2 separate regions of the Sus scrofa genome follow, and region 1 is linked to region 2. The links are chromatin contacts, called in public HiChIP or PLAC-seq maps. All regions are on one chromosome and are shown on one strand. Each heading gives the region's core, a stretch centred on a gene start, on an enhancer-like site or on the middle of the called end of the contact. The rest is flanking DNA. Distances are from core to core; before and after follow the strand shown. Region 1 has its middle 13 kb from the start of IFI6. Region 2 overlaps SYTL1 (synaptotagmin-like protein 1).

What was found. HiChIP or PLAC-seq counts read pairs in DNA pulled down with a chosen protein or histone mark.
Region 1: a contact with region 2 is called in an H3K27ac HiChIP or PLAC-seq map of alveolar macrophages. The contact joins two enhancer-like sites. A contact is called at or near these places in 1 of 5 promoter capture datasets (fetal skeletal muscle), 1 of 47 Hi-C or Micro-C datasets (embryonic fibroblasts) and 1 of 2 datasets of contacts at active chromatin or transcription factors (alveolar macrophages).

What each region holds. Positions count from the first base shown.
Region 1 is chr6:84,841,508-84,847,791 of Sscrofa11.1, forward strand. No RefSeq gene overlaps it. Among named protein-coding and RNA genes, the nearest start is that of IFI6, 13 kb to the right of the region's middle. Within about 2 kb of position 3,769, at least 61 of the 83 cell types and tissues checked have an H3K27ac peak or open chromatin away from gene starts, as enhancers often do. A contact at or near this core is called in alveolar macrophages, where this site is marked.
Region 2 is chr6:84,567,150-84,574,280 of Sscrofa11.1, forward strand. It overlaps SYTL1 (synaptotagmin-like protein 1), which reads left to right. Exons shown (of 14, transcript XM_021095638.1): 3 at 1,083-1,231; 4 at 1,455-1,527; 5 at 1,610-1,655; 6 at 2,124-2,196; 7 at 2,447-2,550; 8 at 2,697-2,810; 9 at 3,047-3,213; 10 at 3,501-3,597; 11 at 3,938-4,096; 12 at 4,357-4,435; 13 at 5,432-5,637; 14 at 5,828-6,167. The coding sequence ends at 6,070. It overlaps MAP3K6 (mitogen-activated protein kinase kinase kinase 6), which reads right to left. Exons shown (of 29, transcript XM_013988796.2): 27 at 7,081-7,131; 28 at 6,716-6,792; 29 at 6,178-6,489. The coding sequence ends at 6,399. Among named protein-coding and RNA genes, the nearest start is that of SYTL1, 9.8 kb to the left of the region's middle. Within about 2 kb of position 2,507, at least 42 of the 83 cell types and tissues checked have an H3K27ac peak or open chromatin away from gene starts, as enhancers often do. A contact at or near this core is called in alveolar macrophages, where this site is marked.

The DNA of each region.
Region 1 (6,284 bases), core at 2,519-5,018, 280 kb after region 2:
TGAAGGATAAATTCCCAGAAGTAGAATATCTGGACATATTTGTAATTTTGAAAGATTTTTCCAAAATGTCCTTCTGGGGACCTGTACCAATTTGTATTTGCACGCATAAGAGGGTGGTTTCCTCACAGAAATACCCACAGAGTACATTATTAAACTTTTAGATTTTTTTTGCCTGCGTGGTTTTCCTGACTTTCATTTCTTTTGAAAAAGTTTGATCTTCTTTCCAAATGTTTAAAAGCCATTTGCGGGAGTTCCCTTTGTGGCTCAGTGATTAATGAACCTGACTAGGATCCATGAGGATGTGTGTTCAATCCCTGGCCTCAATCAGTGGGTTAAGGATCTGGTGTTGCCATGAACTATGGTGTAGGTTACAGACACGGCTCAGATCCTGTGTTGCTGTGGCTGTGGTGTAGGCTGGTGGCTGTAACTCCGATTTGACCCCCAGCCTGGGAACTTCCATATGCCGAGGGTGCAGCCCTAGAAAGCTAAATAAATAAATAAATAAAAGCCATTTGTGGAATTCCCCGGTGGCTCAGCGCGCATCCAGCACTGTCACTGTGGTGGCTACAGTTACTGCCGTGGTAGGGATTCAATCCCTGACCCAGGACTTCTGCATGCTGAGCATGCAGCCAAAAGAAGGGCCATTTGTATTTACTTTTCTGGGAACAGTCAATTCATACCTTATACCTGTTTATACTAGATTTTTGGTCCTTTTAATGGATTTAATGGATTTCCAGGAATTTTTTATAGACAGATGACCCTTTGTCTGTGATTTGAGTTGTAAATATCTTCCTCTAGTGTATTATTCATCTCTCTAGTTTATCATTCATCTTACAAATTGACTTATATGATTTTTCCATGCAAATTTTTAAAATTTTAATACAGGTAACTTTAATCAATATTTTCTAATGGCTTTTTTATTTTTGAGTATAGATAGTCTTTTTCCACTATGAGATTATAGTTTCTCCCATGTTTTCCTTTATTGCTTTTATTTATTTATTTTTTTAGCATTTAAATCTTTGATCCCTTTGGAGCTTAATGCTTTATGTGAGGAAGAGATCTCATTTTCCCCCCAGTGAAACAATTAGCTACCTAGTTGTCCTAGCACTACTTACTGGAGTCCATTCTTTTCTTTGAGACCACCTTTATCAAATACTAAATTCTCCTGTCTATTTCTGAACATCCTAGCCCAGCCCATTCCTTTGTCTCTTCCTGCACCAAATTAATTGTTTTCTTTTTTTTCTTTTTTCTTTTTAGGGCTGCACCTGTGGAGCCTATGGAGGTTCCCAGGATAGGGGCTGAATCGGAGCTGTCTGTAGCTGCCGGCCTGTGACATAGCCACAGCAACGCCAGATCCGAGCCTCGTCTGAGATCTACACCAGAGCTCATGGCAACACTGGACCCTTAACCCACCGAGCGAGGCTAGGGATCGAACCCGCAACCTCATGGTTTCTAGTCGGATTCATTTCTGCTGCGGCATGACAGGAACTCCTCTTTTTTCTTTTTAGGGCCACACCCCTGGTATATGGAAGTTCCCCGGGCTAGGAACTGAAACAGAGCTGTAGCTGCCAGCCTACACCACAGCCACAGCAATGTGGGATCCGAGCTGCATCTACAACCTAAGTCCAACTCATGGCAACACCGGATCCTTAGCCCACTGACTGAGGCCAGGGATCAAACCCACATCCTCATGGATACTTGTCAGTTTCTTAACCCACTGAGCCACAATGGGAACTCCCCAAATCAAGTTGGTTTAATTATTGAGGCTTTGGAATTCCCACTGTGGCTCAGCGGAAACAAATCTGACTAGTATCCATGAGGTCACAGGTTCGATCCCTGGCCTTGCTCAGTGGGTTGAGGATCTGGTGTTGCTGTGGCTGTGGTGTAGGCTGGCAGTTTTAGCTCTGACTTGACCCCTAGCCTGGGATCCTCCATATGCCACGGGTATGGCCCTAAAAAGACAAAAAAAAAAAAATTATTGAGGCTTTAAATATTATTATCTATGGTAGTATGGTTAGTGATGCCTTTTCTTTTTTCATAGTTTCCTGGCATTCTTTTCTCTCCTACCCCATTTTTCCCCTGAGAGGTGGGGAATTGTAGATTTCATGGGACTTATACTTCTGTAGGGGAACACACAGTAAGCAAATAATTACATGTCAATTGGTAGTGCAGATAAAAGGACAGAAGGGAAATAGAAAGTAGTATTTAGATGGGCAGCAAGGGAAGGCCCTTGGATGAGGTGGAGACACCTGAGTGAGGGGAGAGAGGCCACCTGGATATCTAAGGAAGCATTCCTAGCAGCACCAAGGGCAAATGCAAAGCTTGGAAGCAGGAGCATGCTTGGCATGTTGAAAAACAGCAAGGCAGCCACTGCAGCCAGAATGGAGCTCTCAGAGGGGAGAGTGGGAGGCGATGAGGTAGATCATGCAGGCCTTGCAGGTCACAGCAAGGACGCTGGCTTTTCCTCTGGGATGGGGAGTCGTGGGAGGGGACTGAGCATAAGAGTGACATGTTCTGACCTCCCTTTTATCAGGATGGCTCAAGCTGCAGTGTGGAGAGCAGACTGCACTGGGGAGGGCAGAACCAGGGAGGGCAGCAGGATTGGGGATGGGTGAATGAATTATAACTTGGTTTCCTTGTCAATTTCCTCCTTTGCAAGGACCTCCCGGCTTATTCAGTAACATATGCACAGGGTAGGCATGGATAAACATTTGTGGGAGGAAGAAGGGAGGGGAGGACAATAGAAGGAGGCAGGAGAGGCAGGGTCCCTTGGGGAATGGCTCTGCAAAGGCCACAGATAGTAGAGACAGCCGGCTCCTCAGCAGAGATGGAGACCAAAGGGGCTGAAGCTGGGTAAGCTGTGCCCCCTCCAACCTGGTGCCTGCCCAACCCAGGACGTGATCCCCATCAAGGACCAGGCTATGTGCAGGTTTTGCTGAAGTTCTGACATCACAGGGACCCTGGAGAGGGGGCTCCGTTCCTCAAGGTGAGAGGGTTCAAGGGTGAGGAGGCCTGAGAGGGAGAGAAGAGCAGCTTTCCTGAATTCCAGCACACCGGGGCCCTGCAGAAGGATATTATGCCCCCTTTACAGATGATAAATTGAGGTTCTGAGAAAGGAAGCCTCTCAAGGTCATACAGCAAATAAGTGGCCCAGCCCAGTTTCAGGGGCTTGGTGGCTACCAGAATGCTCCTTGGCCACTGCCTAATTTTGGTCTAGGGTCCTCCCTAGTTTGGGGGAGTGAGCAAGCACAGAAGAAAGAGGTGACTCCCAGCATACAACCAGCCCTTAGCTGCTGCCCAGGCACAGCTGCTGAGGCCCCAGTGGGGTGGCATCCAGCTGTGTGGAACAGGAGCCGTGGGACCTTCAGGACCTCAAGATGCTTCAGGCAAAAGGGGCCTGGTAGCAGGACAGGTAGACAAGAGGGGTACAAGAAAGACGTTGGGCTTTGAAGTTTGGCCTGGGGGCCACTATCTCACTGTGTGACCTTGGGTAAATAGCATTCATCCAGGAACCCCAGTTTGTGCATCTGTAAAATGGGAATAGCATCTCCTGTTTTACAGGGCTGGCATGGGGTCTGAATGAGGCAATAGGAGTCCAGGGCTACTCCTCGCCCCATAGCTCTTTGGAGGTCTGAGTTTGGGGTGGGGGGAAAAGGTGAAGCGTGTCCAGAAGAGTGAGAAGGAGTGTGGGGCTGTGTTTCTAGGACTTTCCTCGCCGAGGTCAGAGGCCCGAAATAGCCGCGCCTATGTGAGCACGTCAAGGTTTGGTTACCGGTTCTCGACCCAGCCCGCTGCGGAAAGCGGTACAGCCGCAGCGCAGGCCCCTTCCACTGTCCTATCTTCCAGCAGAACAGCGAGAGCGAGGCCAAACGCTCAGCGCTAAGTGAACATGTCCCCCGGGGACCCCGACAAGCTGAAGCTGGTACGACTGCGGACCACCTTGACGCGGTCCACGAGGACGCCTTGTCAGGTTCACGAGCCTCGCTCCCACGGCTTCTACTCCGACGGCAGCGGCAGAGAGTGGGGCCGCTGTCCGGCGCCCGCCAATCAGGAAGCAGAGGCTGATCCAGGGCACACCTACTTTGGTGACGTCACGCATCCGGCCCCGGAAACCCCGCCCAGTGGCCCGGCCTGGGAAAGGCCTTTGAGGGCCAGTGGGTGGGGCCTTTCGAAGGGTGAAAATAACTCCCGGGTGAATAGAGCACTTTATAACTGGCCTGAGAAGCACAGCCAGGTGAATAGTTTTCTAAATTTTATTTTATTTTTTGTCTTTTTAGGGTCGCACCCGCGGCATATGGAGGTTCCCAGGCTAGGGGTCTAATTGGAGATGTTGCTACCGGCCTGCGCCAGAGCCACAGCAACACCAGATCCCAGCCGTGTCTGCGACTTACACCACAGATCATGGCAAGGCCGGATCCTTAACCCACTGAGCGAGGTCAGGGATCGATCTCGCAACCCCATGGTCCCTAGTTGGATTCATTTCCGCTGCGCCAAGACGGGAACTCCATAGTTTTCTAAATTTTAAAATATAGTCATTCACTCATTCAGGTCATCCACCCATTTGTCTGTCCACCCAGCTGTCCATCTGTCTGTCTCTCCACTCAACCAAAGCTATTGGGCACTTGCTGTGTGCCAGGTGCTGCGCTGGGTGCTGGAGATAAATAACGATGAGCCCCGTGCTTGTGCTGGGAGTCTAGTGAGCAGGTCTGACAGTAACAAATGCTTACACCAATCATGCTTTTATTACAACCGTGATCAATTCTAGGAACATAAGGTACAGGCTGCTGGAATAACGGAGTGTTTAATTTAGAGTGGGGGCTCGGGTCTCTGGAGAAGTTACATTCCAGCTGACTCCTGAAGCAACAAAAGTGTTCCAGGCAAAGGAAAGAGCTTGTGGAAAGCCGTTGAGCTTGGCAGGCACTTGGAGGGTTCTGGGAAGGGAAAAGAGGCCAGCATGGCTGGAACAGAGTTGGGGGAGGGGATTATTAAATACCTCAAAGGCCAGAGTAAGGAAGTAGAATTTTATTCTAAGTGATGGACAGCCACTGGGTGGTTTGAGCCTGTGGGGTGGGAAGTGTCACTTGATCTACTTTTTTTCATATCTTCCTGGCTGTATGTGGAGAATAGACAAGAGTGAACACTGGGGGGATGTGCCTGGGCTGTGGGATGGAAATCCTGTGAAATCAGATTGTTATGATCATTATACAACTACAGATGTGATAAATTCATTTGAGTAATAAAAAAAATGAAAAAAAAAAAGAGTGAACACTGAAGCACCCATTAGGAGGAACTTGTAGATGTCCTCTGGGCTTGAGGGTAGTGAGTTAGATGGTGAGAAGGGGGGACATGTGGGTGGAAACTCGTGAACAGACTCAAGAAATAATTAGAAAATAGAATCTACAGGCTGCCTGGTTGCTCAACTGAGTGTGGTGAGGGAGGATGCATGAGGCCAAAGGAGTTTAAAATTAAGTTCCTCAATTGGCCAGTTTTTTGTAGATTCCTCTCTAGGTGCCAGGCAGTGTCCTAGTGAGACGGACTGGGTTCGAATCCTGGCCTGTCACTTGCCAGTTGTTTGCCTTTGGGGAAGTGATTTGACTTCCCTCTGCCTTGACTTCTTTTCTGTAAAACAAGGATCCTAATAACACTTAAGAGGATTATAGGATTAAATGAGTTCATACATATAAAACCTTGGATCTGGGTGTTTGGGACTGGGTTCTGAAGCTGGACTTGAGTATTTGGGGCTGAGCGTGTGGGTCTGCTTCTTGGAGCAACCAAGGCTCCATTTCTTTACCGGTCTCATGCAGAAAATTAAAACAGGATGATATGTTAGCACAGTGTTCCCACACTTGTCTGTCTTTACATTAGAATAAATAAATAAATAAATAAATAAATAAATAAAAGAATCACCAGGAGATTTTTTTTTTCTTTTTCTTTTTAGGGCCGCACTTGAGGCATATAGAGGTTCCCAGGTTAGGGGTCTAATTGGAGCTACAGCTGCCAGCCTACACCACAGCCACAGCAACACCAGATCCCAGCCACGTCTGAGACCTACACCAAAGCTCACAGCAACACCGGGATCCTTAACCCACTGGGCAAGGCCAGGGATTGAACCTGCAACCTCATGGTTCCTAGTTGGATTCGTTTCCACAGCACCAGGATGGGAACTCCAGGGGAATTTTTTTTTTAACTTCCAAAGCCCAGGCTCCCCCCAGACCAGTTAAATCGTAATCTCTGTGGGTGAAACACAGGTACCGGTAGGTTTTGAGGCCCCGTAATTCCCACCA
Region 2 (7,131 bases), core at 1,257-3,756:
ATGTCCACTTCAGCCACTCGGGTCCCTGAATTCCCTCTTCACTTTTTTTTTCCTTTGGGTCTCTTTTTTTTTGTCTTTATAGGGCCACACCCATGGCATGTGGAGGTTCCCAGGCTAAGGGTCCAATCGGAGCTGTTGCTGCTGGCCTACACCACAGCTCACGGCAACGCCGGATCCTTAACCCACTGAGCCAGGCCAGGGATCGAACCTACAACCTCGTGGTTCCTAGTCAGATTCATTTCCGCTGTGCCACAATGGTAACTCCCCCTCTCCACTTCTATACTGTTCCTCCTTCCTGGAAGAGCATAGTGGCAGAGAAGCATGGGACTTACAAGTAGTGATTGGGGACAGACAGATACCTCCTAGCTTGTAATCTTGGGCCTCCCCAGCACCATTCTCCTCATCTGTAAAATGGGGTGAAAGAGCCCTACCTTTTAACATTAGGAAAGATTATGCACAGTCAATTAATAATAATTATTCTTTTTCTCTACCTGAGAACTCCAATTGGTCCTTTAAGAAGCAATTCAGATCTGCCCTTAATACCCTCAGCAGTGGCTCAGCAGTAACAAATCGGACTAGTATCCATGAGGACGAGGGTTTGATCCCTGGCCTTGATCAGTGGGTTTACGAATCCGGCATTGCCATGAGCTGTGGTATAGGTTGCAGAGGTAGCTCAGGTCCCATGTTGCTGTGGTTGTCATGTAGGCCGGCAGCTACAGCTCCAATTCGAGATTCGACCCCTAGCCTGGGAACTTCCATATGCTGTGGATGGGACTGTAAAAAGATCAAGGGAAAAAAAAAGAAAAAGACGAAGAAGCAATTCAAATGTCTCCTCCTCTAGGAAGCCCTCCAGGATTCTTACAGGCAAAGCTGACCCTCTCACTTACATCATGGCTCATACTCACCATAGTGCACTTGTCTATTCCTGACTCAGTCTTCTCACCAACCTAAGCTCTTCCAAAGCAGGAATCAAGTCTGATTTGCTGTTGTATCCCTGGCCCCAGGTACAGGGCCTGGCAGAGTGGGTGGCAAGAATGTTGATTGCATGAGTGGTGATAACCACGCCCTCCCCCATCCTTCAGAAAGCTCCGGGCATCACTGGAAGACCCTGGGCAGCTGAAGATCCTAACAGGGGACTGGTTCCAGGAAGCACGCTCCCAGAGGCACCACCACACCCACCTGGGTTCTGACCTAGTCCGAGCCTCCATCCGCAGAAAGAAGGGCTCCAGGGGTGAGACGAGATCCCCAGAGTGGGGCAGGTCCCATGGAGTTCAGGGCAGTGGGTGTATATGAACAAGGAAAGAGGGCCCCTTGTTTCAGTTCCAGTTGCCCCTCGTACAGTGTGACTTTGGGTGGGCACCACCCCTCCATGCGCTACGGGGAGGTGGGTGGGCATCTCCAAGTGTCAGACCTCCTGAGAACCGGGGTTCATGGAACTTCTCACTTGGGCACAGGAGACCAGGCTCGGGGCAGCAATGGGGAGGCTGAGGCTGCTGGGAAAGAGACCGAAGAGGCGCTGGAGCCCAGGTGAGGAGGCATGGCAGGGAGTAGAGGGTGCCTGCCAGTCACCTGGGTCCCATTCCTGACAACCACCTCTCCCTCCTCTCAGGCTCCCCATAGACAAGGCCCCCCAAGAGAGTCTCAGCGAGGCTGAGGTGAGTAATGAGTAACTGAATGGGCTAAAGCATGAAGGTACAGCGTCCCGGGAGTGGAGGTGGCCTGGTTGCGGAAAGCCCCCAGCCTGAGAATCAGATGGCCCTGGTCTGGGCCTCCGTCATCCTCCTCTGTCAAATGGATGTGGGCCCAGGCTTTAAAGGGAATTCTGAATCTGGTTATTAGGGGTAGCATGGGGACTGAGCTGGGCGAGGCCCGACTCAGATGCTATCGTCCCCCACCAATGAGACCCTGGGAGTCAGGCAGGGCAGGCCCTGAAGGGTGCAGGAGTGTGACATACAGGCTAGACCGCTCCTGCAGCTGGCTGCCAGCTCTGACCTGAGGACTGTGCAAAAGCCGAAGCTGGAGTAGCCAACTGGAGCCTCTGACCTCTGACCCCTGACCCCAACATAACCTTTGACCCTTTCCCATTAGCCCCCACTGTGACTTTTTCCCCTTGCTTCTTTCAGGGACCTGATTTCCCCTCACCATATGTCCCCACTAAGGCATCAGATAATGAAGAGGAGCCCCCGGCCCAGGAAGGTGAGTGGGAAGCTGTGTGCTGTGAGCGCAGAGAGGTGGCGGGGATCAGAGGCGGCTCTAAGTGATCCCCACCACCTGTGTTCCCCTCCCTCCTCCCGCATGGGGTGGGGGGGCGGGTAGGTGTGGTCTCCGCGGGCGACTCCAGGGCAGCACTGGGGCCCAAACAGGGTTGGAAACCGGTCCCTCCAAATTTGCTCAGGGGCGGGGCAGACAGGGGAGGAGCTCGTTAAGTAGTTTGTGCCCCTCCCAGCGCCTGGGCCGGCGGACGTTCAGGTCCCAGCCGCGGAGGAGGCGGACCCGGAGCCAAAGCCGCCGTCGGGGGCGGAGGAGGAGCCGCAGCCCAGGCCTGCTCAGGTAGGCGGGAACGGCCCATGGCTGCTCTCAAGACCCGGAGCGGACTCCGGGTGGGGAGTGCCGCTGCTCTGAGGCTGCGAGCGGTAGCAGGAGGGGCGGAGTGGGGGACGGGGATAGGGGGCCCCCCTCACTTCCCCCCTCCTCAGACCCAGGAGGCGTCCGAGATCCTGGAGAATGGGGAGGAGGCCCCGGGGCCTGACCCCTCACTGGACCGTATGCTCAGCAGCAGCTCCTCCATGTCCAGCCTCAACTCCTCCACGGTGAGGGGGTGAGGGAGGAGGCCTGGGGTCGGGGGGGGGGGAAGTCCTCCCCTCCCCGTACCCGGACGCGTAGCCCCGGTGTGACCCCTCCGCACCCCCCAGACCTGCCACTCCAGCCCCCAGGCAAGCTGCTTCACTTTATCCCCCGGACCATTTGAAACCCACCGCGCTACCCCTTCCCCAGCCCCGATGTGAGCCCCGCAGCCCGCCCTAACCTCCCCACCCTCTGCCGGCAGCTGAGCGGCAGCCAGATGAGCCTGTCGGGGGAGGCGGAGGCGGCGGCAGTGCAGGTGCGCGGCTCCGTGCACTTCGCGCTGCACTACGAGCCTGGCGCCGCGGAGCTGCGCGTGCACGTGATCCAGTGCCAGGGCCTGGCCGCCGCCCGCCGCCGCCGCTCAGACCCGTGAGTGCCAGACCTGGACGAGGCGGGACGCGAGGGAGCCGCTCTCATTGCCCAACCCCACCGCTTTTCTTGGCCTCAGTTTCCTCATCTTCAAAATGGGAATGGCGTTCTGGGGAGGCGCGGGGGCTGGGTGAGACCACTGCTGCGAAGCGTTGCACGAGGCCAGGCACGCGAAGCTGCCCAGGCCGTGACTGGGGAAGCCCCGGAACTGGGGCGTAGGCTCTGGAAGGGGCTGCTAGGGTATAGGGGCCCCCCTTTACCTCCGGTCCTCATCTCCCCCGCTCCAGCTACGTCAAAAGCTACCTCCTCCCGGATAAGCAGAGCAAGCGCAAGACAACAGTGAAGAAACGGAATCTGAACCCGATCTTCAACGAGACTCTCCGGGTGAGGCTGCGACTACGTGGTGGCCCCGCATTAATGCACTGGACGCCCCTTCCTGCTGAGGCCTAGTGGCAGGGGCAGCCATGGCATCGTTACTGCCGGTCGCTCCAATCCTCCATTCTGCGGGAGGAAGGGCAGGGAGGCCCTCGCTTTCAAGCGCTTCTCCACCACGTCCGTCTAGAGGGGGGCATGGCGCTGGCCCAGACCCCTCTAATGCTCTCCAGGGCTCCCCAGGATTCCTTCCGGTTAGGAAAGTGCTAGGATAAGCCCCAACCAACACTGTCGCAGCCCTGAGGCGGGGGCCATCGGCGCTGCTCCATTAAAGTGCACGTCCTGTCCCCAGTACTCTGTCCCGCAGGCTGAGCTCCAGGGCCGTGTGTTGAGCCTATCCGTGTGGCACCGCGAAAGCCTGGGTCGCAACATCTTTCTGGGCGAAGTAGAAGTGCCCCTGGACACGTGGAACTGGGACTCCGAGCCCACCTGGCTCCCCCTGCAGCCCAGGGTGAGCAGCTGGCCCGCGTGGGGGGACCCGTGGCACAGATCTCTCTCAGCCCGGAAACTTCACCGGCCCACCGCAAAGATCTGGTCCCCGGCGGCCGATTCTGTTGGGGAGCCCAGATTCCTCAAGCCCTTCTCTTGGGCTCCGCCCCCAAAGGCCCCGCCCCGATAGGCACGCCCCATCGGTGTCTGGAGACTCCACCCCTTTACAGTCCCTTTCCCTGGGACCTTGTCCCCACCCCCTGACAACCCCACCTCTCGCAGGTCCCGCCGTCTCCCGATGCCCTTCCCAGCCGCGGGCTGCTCTCTCTGTCCCTCAAGTACATCCCCGCCGGCTCCGAGGGTGAGTGACCGCCCGCGAGTGGCCAAATCGGAGGGTCTTGACAGGTGGGCAACCCGCAAGGGTGGGGGGCTCTGTCCTTGGGGCAGGGCCTGAGCCGAGCTTCTCGCAGGTGCAGGACTGCCTCCGAGCGGGGAGCTGCACTTCTGGGTGAAGGAGGCTCAGGACCTTGTGCCTCTGCGCTCAGGATCTCTGGATACTTACATACAATGGTGAGGGGCATAGGGGCATCGGACCTCCCTTTTCCCTTCCTGTCTCCTGTAGCGGAGCTCCCGCCTTCTAATCACCCACCTTTGGTTCCTCAGCACTGAACAGAGGTGGAGGGGACTGCTTGAGAAAGGTCTGGGGTCAGGAGAGTTCAGGACGCCTTTGAGGAGCTGCATTTCAGTGACGGGCATCTATAGGACTTGTTGAAGAGCTGAGGCTGAGACCTGGGAGATCCCAGGGGCCCGTCCATGGAAGACCTGGAAAGCCAGGCTGTGGGGCTTGGTCCTGAACATGCAGTTTAGCGGTTTTCAAAGTAAGCTGGGAAGGAATTCTAGAGATGCCTCCTGGTGCTGCCCTCCCCTCAGAGAGTGAAATGGAGGTAGGTGGATGAGGTTCTGAGTTTGCAGCCCTGATTCAACCAGGGACATCGTTTTTTTTTTAGGTTTTGTACTTCTGAACAATACTTTGTCTTGTGGAAAGAGTGCCAAGGCTTTAAAAAGTTTGGAAACTATGTCTGGGGGGGCAGCGAAGGTTATGGAGCTGTGAAGTAGCAGCATCGCATTTCAGAGACATTACTCTGGGGTCCTGTGAATGGGAGTTGTAACATTCAAAGGCCAGAGATCTGAGAAAAGGCTGGTACAAAGGCCCAGCGTAGCAAGGTTTTAGCCCAGACCTCAGGCAGGAGCCAAAGGACATGGACATTGTGAGGGAGGATGGGTAAGACCTGGTCACTGGTTGGTTCCAGGGAGTGTGAGGGAGTGGCCACTTGATGCCAGCCTGCCTCCCCCACAGCTCTGTGCTGCCTGATGACAGCCGGGCCAGCCGCCAGCGGACGAGGGTGGTGCGTCGCAGCCTCAACCCCATGTTCAATCACACCATGGTTTATGATGGCTTCGAGCCTGCTGACCTGCGCCAGGCCTGTGCCGAGCTCTCCCTGTGGGACCATGGGACCCTGGCCAGTCGCCAACTGGGGGGCACACGCCTCAGCCTGGGCACCGGTGAGTGGGGCAGAACCCTGAGGGGACCCGATGGCAGGGTCGCCTTGGGCACGTCTCTGCCCTTTCCTGAGCTCTGGTGTCCACTGAGAACTGGAGGGGATGTTGCATTATCTGGGACCAGGAGGATGTTCCTTGAGACCCGGGCTGGCCAGTGTGACCGTGCCTTCCACCCCTGCCCGCCCACATCTAGGCAGCAGCTACGGGCTCCAGGTGCCCTGGATGGACTCCACGCCTGAGGAGAAGCAGCTGTGGCAGACGCTCCTGGAGCGGCCGTGCGAGTGGGTGGACGGCCTTCTGCCCCTCAGAACCAACCTGGCCCCCAGGACTTAGCTGCCCTACAAGCCCTACAAAACCCCTCTCTCTGGACCCCCATCTCAGAGCCTGCCCTTGGCTAAAGTCAATAAAGTCTGTTCTGAGGGCAACAAGGGGCTGATGTCTGCCGGGGAGCAGGGTGGGTGGGGGAGACAGGAAAGTGAAAGGGACCAGATGAAGGTGTTTTGATCCCAGAACCCCTCCCCATACTTCAAAAATTGCCAAAGGTACAAAAGCATCGTTTAATAGCCTTTGCCTGATGGTACTCAGTGAGCTTAGGGCATCTCTGTGGTTGGTTTCCCTCCCTGGGGCTGCGCCTGGCCCTACCCTGCCCCCCACCCACCTGGCCTTCTCCAGTGGCCCCTGAGTCCTGGGGCAGGTGTGTCAGAAGCCTCTTGTGTTTTCTCCATTCATCCATCCTTGGGCCTGGCCTCCCGCCTCTGATGTCCTCAGTCAGCCTCCTGGAGGCTAGGGGTAACTGGCGTGGATCTTGCTCGCTGTGCCAAGATGGCTCTCCAGATGCGGCATACCATCCCTCCCCTAGGGGTACCAGGCTCAATGTGGCTCAACCAGAAGAAGGCCCTGGGCTCTCTCTGGTAGTCACTGTCTGCCTGATGCCCCTTCTGTCCCCAAGGAACCCTAGTGTCCCTGTTGTTTCCAGAGAGGAACCTAGGCAGGCCTGTAACTGGGTTGGGTGGGTTGGTGTCAGGATCTGGCCAGCATGAGGCCATATGTGTGGGTTATCCCCACAGTGCCCAGGACATACCTGATATGTGTGTAGATGAGGTCATCTCGAGTGGCACAGGTCAGTAGGGCATGGAGGGTAAAGCTGTGGTTCAGTAGCTGGTTATGAACAAAGACCCGTACACAGAAACACAGAGGTAAGATCAGAGAAAAATGGGTCCAGAGACCCAGGAACTACCTCTGTTCTACTACCAACATGCTAGGGCCAATCACACTCCTTTCTGGGCCTTAGTTTTCTCATCTGTACAATGGGAGGGGTATACGAAGTGCTCAGCAATATTGAGATTCTCTGCGCCAGAGGGAGAAAGTGAGAAGAGCTGAAAGATGGGTAGAGATGGAGTCTTTGGTTGGTGAGGGTCAGGGATCACCAAGCACTCTCTCCCTCACCGTCTGGATGGTTCCTGAGTCCACATTCAGTTCCTCTAGCCACTGCACCAG